Linked DNA regions of Zea mays: region 2 is linked to region 1. The links are chromatin contacts, called in public Hi-C maps. All regions are on one chromosome and are shown on one strand. The core of a region is the stretch at or near the end of the contact, and the rest is flanking DNA. Distances in the headings are between cores, read along the strand shown.

Region 1 (3,087 bases), core at 392-2,891:
GTAAGCTTAAACTAATTTATTTATGTTATAATCCACTTAGATTAAAATGAATCCGAGTATCCAAACAAGTCTTTATGGATTAAAATGAATACACTTAGTCTTTGTTCGGTTATTCTTGTACCATATAGTTTGAATAAGATTAGAAAAAAATAAAAAAGATTTTTTTTGCCTTACTCAAGATTTAAACCTACTCAATCCCAGGTATCCATATGGATTGAGATCAAACCAAACATGTCCTTACCATGCGACGTATAGTTTCTATGTCTAATAATTCTAAAAACCATGTTATAATTAAAAACAATATTTTCAATGAATAGTCTTTCCGGAGTACATCTCATTTAAAGTATCATTATTTCCATTGGATATATAGATGTGTGTGTATGCGCGTATAGTAATTTCTATAATACGTAAATGATAATAGTAGGTGTATGTATATATGGATATAGCTGTGTGTGCATGCGGCTTGCGTGCGTGTAATAAAATACAAGTAAAAACTCCCTCAAAGTTTGACTCTAGCAAGGGTACAAACAATTAAAACATGCATGCATCCTGCACGCACGCACTCGCCGACAGACCAGCCGAGTTGGAGACACCGCAACCGCATGCACCTCACATCCAGCCACGTGCCGCACGATCGAAACAAAAAAACATCCTATCCTACTACTGCAATAGTAGTACGTACGGAGTACTCTGTACTCCTCCTACTTGGTGCACGCGGAAACAAGAAGAAAAAAAAAGCAAAGCTGCAAACTTCCATGCATGCGTTGTGCGGTGTCCAAGCCACACTGACCGCTGCTCACGCCATGAGAGCTCGCGCTGCTTTGTCCTCTTGCACGGGAGCAAAACGACACGGCCACGCATGACTCATCGATGTGCATGCATGTGAGTGCGGTGCGCGCGCGCATGATGATCGCCGTCAGCTCGTCACCCCGCTAATACAATACAAACCGCACGCGCGACACGTGTTTGGTCTGACGACGGCCAGAGAAGAAGCAAACTAGCTTGGTGGCGACCTGGCTAGAACTGAACAGATAACCGATCACAATGTTTTCATTTACACATTGATTGCAACAAGGTTAGTCTAGATTAAGTACTGAAACGATGCGTTCAGCGGCTCTAATCTAAAACGAGGCTAGAGACCGATCGGACGGGATCTATACATATATTCATATTGTGAGGAATTGTTCAGGATCACGGACTGATGACTGACTGTTCGCCATGCAGACAAAAGAAATCGATCAGTATAAACCAATCAAGGCAGGCAGGCAGGCAGGCATGCAGTTGGAGAGACTACAACATTCACAGTTTCACACACACAAGAACAACAAGAAGAAGCAGCAGCTTTAATTATTTGGATGCTGGTGTTTTGATGAATGAATGAGTGAGTGAGGAATGGACGGATAATAGTACAAACAGCGGCGGCGATCATGATATATTACCTTCTTTCTTATGTCGCGTCGTCAGCCGGGCGGCGGCGGCGATCCACGCGCGCTTCACCGGCACCACCACCGCCTTCTGCCACCACTCCATCGACACCGCCGCGGCCGTCAGTGCCCTTTGCCAGACAGACAGACAGAGAGAGAGAGAGAAGAGAGACAGGAGAGATGGAAGAAAGAAGGAGCAGGAGAGAATCAATCACATGGACTGTGAACAGAAGCGGCGAGCTTAAGTAGTAGTAGTACAACAAAGAAAGGAAGGAAGAAAGGGGGAGGAGACGCCGCCGCCGCCTGCTGCCAGTGCCACCTAACCCCTGTTGGATACCCTACACGTTGCCTCGGGCCCTGCGCCAGGCGCCCATTCCTAATACGCTCCCCCCTCCCTCGGCCATGCATGCATGCTCACCGTCTCTGCCACGCAAATAAATCATCAAAAAAGCTAATTAAGCAAGCAATCCCGCGTGGAGGATAAACTAGCTAGCCGTCGTGTATCTGTTGGATTGGTTTCCCACAAGCAAAGCAAAGCGAAGCAAAGCTTTATTAACTGGTATCAAGGTCTCTCTCACGCATATCACCTTCTCTTCTCACCAGATTATTTACTAGTACTAGTTTAGTTTCCATGTGTAGTACGTCTGATCTGGGTCGAATAGATGAAAGGGTAGTGTACCACCAGATCCTTTCATGCCATTGCCAAGGAGAGCTGAGAATCCCCTAGATCACGCATCCCCGGCCCAGATGTGGCAACAAATTAAGTCAGGTATAGGATTTCTGCAGATTTCTTGTTCCAGTACTATTGACTATCGCGATGTGAACCTGCACAAGCGCAAGGCCGTGGCAGCATGGCATGTCGAGAAATAATCAGCGATCTTGCAGGTATAAACTGTGTGTCAGAAGGAGGACTGATGAGGCTCTTTGGACGCTTCCGCTCGCTCCACATACATACATACATGGGCCACTCCGTGGCACAGCTCACAAGTCTTTCGAGTCAACCCAAAGACTTTTTGGCAATGCACGATGAGAGTAATTAAGGACAATGACGATATGCGTTCCTTTCAGCAGTTCATATCTGAACCCACCACGATTTCTGGGACAATCGAAGCATCGATTCGACTCCGGTGGTTGGATGTTGGAACAAATTGGATGGTGTATTATTGCTCCAAATAAACTGAAAACAAGAAGTTACCCCTTCTCGTGTATCAAACTATTCTAAGTTCTTCATATACTCTTTTGAAAGCTTGGAGCTCATTATTAGTTCCTGCTCCTTCACCAGCGAGTACCCTGACTCAATCAATGCTTCCAGTGTTGGCTGGTCGAGGGAGAAACATGACATCAAGACGGGCGAAGGAATTAGCAGCAGTCTAATCTGTGCAACTCATCTACTCCCTCCAGTCAGAAGAGCACGACCGATTCAGACGCGAGACATGCTGCTGGCCAGCTTGTTTCCTGAATGTCTGTCTGAACGTCTTGCTGTCCTCACTGGAGGTAGTAGGCGGCTAGTCTATATGCAGAGACCGACGACTGTGTTGCTTTAGTATCGAATACCTTTGGGGGTATAAACGTTGGAAGCTCCTCGCCTTTCTTTCGCTTAAGAAGCTTCTCATTTAGCTGTTCATGCCCACCGATTTCTTCGACCCACTGCAGTGCAAGGGAA
Region 2 (3,066 bases), core at 18-2,517, 250 kb after region 1:
AATTCTACTGCCGAATATATTAGAGAGGTAACGTAAATACGGCCATCCTGAGCTCTCTCACGTATTGGGTAGTATTCTCCATCTGCAGATGTCTTCTGAGCTAGCATTACCTCTCCCGCAATAAAAGCGACAAGGTAAGGGGCTATATTAGACCTACTCACAGCCAAGCCAATGGCACAAGCAACCTTACTAAAAATTGGAGATGCTTTTGGTGCACGAGAACCCAGTGCTACAAGTCGCTTCCAAGCAAGCTGACTCTGAAATGCATTCTGGCTACAAGATGAAAGAATTGAGAATTTCCTCACACCAGTGCTCCAATGTAAGCTATCATTTGCTCTTCCCAGCATGTAGGAGGTGTTTGGACCATTATGAACCTTCCCGTGCAAAAAGGCCCTGCTGGAATAACCCAAGCCGAATGCAAAGCTTGAAGCAATGTTTTGGCCACCAGCAGTATTGGGCTTTGAGGCAACCAAAAGGGTTTCAGCAAGTTTTCTGCTCTTCCCCAAGTGGGCAAACCTGGGAGTCACAGGAGGGCAATTTACACTTCAGCATTGGGCAAACTGCACCAGGGCATCACACTAACTAGCATAGAAATATAGAACGTCAAAACTCTATATTAGGATAATAAGAGCCGAATAATCTGACCTCGACATCATGGCGTTTCTCCCGTGGATGACGCGTCACGGCGGAATCACAGGGGTGGGCTTAGCGAGGGGCATAGGGCGTAAACTTCTGCGAGAAGAAGCTGCACCGGGACCTTAGAATCCCAAATTATATGGTGTATCGATCCTGCGTAGGAGGACGAGCCTGATCAGGCAAATGATATATGGATTAGATAAGCGCTGAACTAGCAGCAGAAAAATCCCCTACTAACTGATGCTGGCAATGTAATATTTTGATTAGAATGGAAAGAGCATTTAAAACACATCGCCGGATCGAATTCGCGCTCAGAAGAATCCACCCAAGCAAGCTAGGGTTCCTTACTAACCAGGGATCAATCAAGCCGTGGCGGATCTCCGCTCCACCCTCAATCCAACACCGGAAGGGGTGAGGGGAGGGAGGCCACGGAGGCTACGACCAAGAAGGAGGGGTTCCTCCGGTGCCGCCGTGTCGGGGTGCGATTGGCTGGCGTGCTCCGATGTGCCCGGAGGCTGGAGGAGGCGGCGGGTTCGGCGGCGCGCGGCTCGGGCGCTTGCGAAGCAGAGGACGACGTCACGACGCTGTGAGGTTGAAACAGAACTATGCGCCTGCCTTGAGGACTTGAGGTCTAGCGCGGGCCGGGCCAGCCCTGTGCTTATGCACTTCGCGTGGGCCGTTCGCGGCCGAGAACCAATCAGTCATATCGCCGCGTGTCGACCGTTCGAGTGAGCGGGCACCAATTGGCCGCGTTCCATGCAGCGCCCGAAGTGGACCATAAATGGGCCCATATCGGCCCATCCCAGTCTTATCTCGCACGGAAAAAAAGCTAATCCACGCGCCAAAGCAAAGCACCATCTCTACTAGAATTATTTTATACAGATAGTCCATTTATATTTATTACGTATCATCGTGGTAGACATCAGAAGACAATAAAAAGATGAAGTTTATGGATAGAGCGAGTGGCATAGTCTTGATGAATAACATACTCATCATAGATCATTGATTTGGACTTCCAACTCTCTCAAAATGAGTAACCAAGCACATAGAGAAACACACCACACAGATAGGGAACTATTTCTCGTATCTTTATTATGATGGAGTATAGTTGCTTTTATATAGATTATAATACCCTCAGGGGTAGTTTCAGTATTAACCCATAAAATCCCTTTATGTTATCTTCAGCAGATCCTTTATCTCATCCAATATTTCAAACTTCACTTTACAAACAATGTCATTTACAGTCTCTTGTCTCCTATTTTACACTACCTGTTGGAGACAGTCTTAGAGCTAGTTTGGAAATTCAAATCTCTCTCGAATCTGTGTCTTTTCACAGCTAGAGGAATGCCATGGCTGACATTTGAATAAGTCATTTAATTATTTGTGGTAGGTTTTCCCTTCCAGGGTTTTTCTTCCATTGCTTCTAAACTTGCCCTTATGGTTTCTCAAACTCCCCATGGCGAATACCGCAACTACTTATCCATCATCAAAGCTCCAAAAAAAACTTGGTGGAAAAAATGAGAAAAGAGAGCATTGTGTTACCCGGTGTATTGCACTTGTTGTCTCCATTTTAAAATACTAGTCGTTTTAACATTTTAATAAATTCATACAATACTTAATATATATGTTTTATATATGTCTAGATTCAATGCCATTTATTTGACTATAGACATGATATTCAAAGGCTAAGACGACTAATATTTTGATACCGAAGAAGTTATTTATCCTCGAGTGAATAAACATCAGTTCAATATTATTTCTGCACATGAGACGAATGATCTGTAAACACAAAGCAATGAGTGTATACTGATTCGCTATGATGATCAATATACAAAGATAAATAAAAAAACATTATAATAGTAGACCGAACCGCTTGAGTAGCATGTTCACCCACTGAAATCCTCTTGCGGATGCCCGAGATCTTGCTGAGTGATGCCTTATTACGAGATCTTGCTGAGTGACGCCTTATTATCATTGCATGTGCATTTCCTAACGACAACGTCTAATATGCAAGCAGATACTAGATGTAAGCATGCGATTAGATATTTTACTCTGTTTGATCTAAATCCAACGGTATGTCATATTTAGCACTTAAACCCTTCCACCATCATCTATTGTAGCTTTATAAAAAAAACCCTAACAAACCATAATTTTATCTGCCATTGAATTTAAATCTAATGGACAAAAAAGTCTGTTTGGACGCTTGCACCTAGTATGTGCTTGTATATTAGTCGTTGCCTTCTCTAATAGCATGTCTAGCTCTATAAAAAACTTAGGTCCTGTTTAGAACAATCCAATTTTTTTAAAAAAATCAGTTTTATTTTTTAGCTAGAAAAGGTCAGCTTCTTGGTTTTAAGAAACTGAAAATCCAATTTCTACAAACTGAAGCATGAACTGACATATTTGAAACCACCTCAATTTCTATAAACC

Evidence for each region. Hi-C and Micro-C count contacts between places; a contact is called where the count stands out from the background.
Region 2: a contact with region 1 is called in a Hi-C map of leaf, with 6 times the contacts expected there. The contact joins the promoter of LOC100285244 here to the promoter of LOC100275046 in region 1. A contact is called at or near these places in 2 of 25 Hi-C or Micro-C datasets (leaf and tassel).

What each region holds. Positions count from the first base shown.
Region 1 is chr2:4,388,891-4,391,977 of Zm-B73-REFERENCE-NAM-5.0, reverse strand. It overlaps LOC100275046, which reads right to left and starts at 1,641. Exons shown (of 2, transcript NM_001159434.2): 1 at 1,440-1,641. The coding sequence starts at 1,530. LOC103645817 (ribulose bisphosphate carboxylase/oxygenase activase 2, chloroplastic) reads right to left here. Exons shown (of 12, transcript NM_001364552.1): 11 at 2,979-3,071; 12 at 2,441-2,742. The coding sequence ends at 2,638.
Region 2 is chr2:4,136,910-4,139,975 of Zm-B73-REFERENCE-NAM-5.0, reverse strand. It overlaps LOC100285244 (protein kinase-like), which reads right to left and starts at 1,267. Exons shown (of 6, transcript NM_001413657.1): 1 at 989-1,267; 2 at 646-807; 3 at 1-516. The coding sequence starts at 656.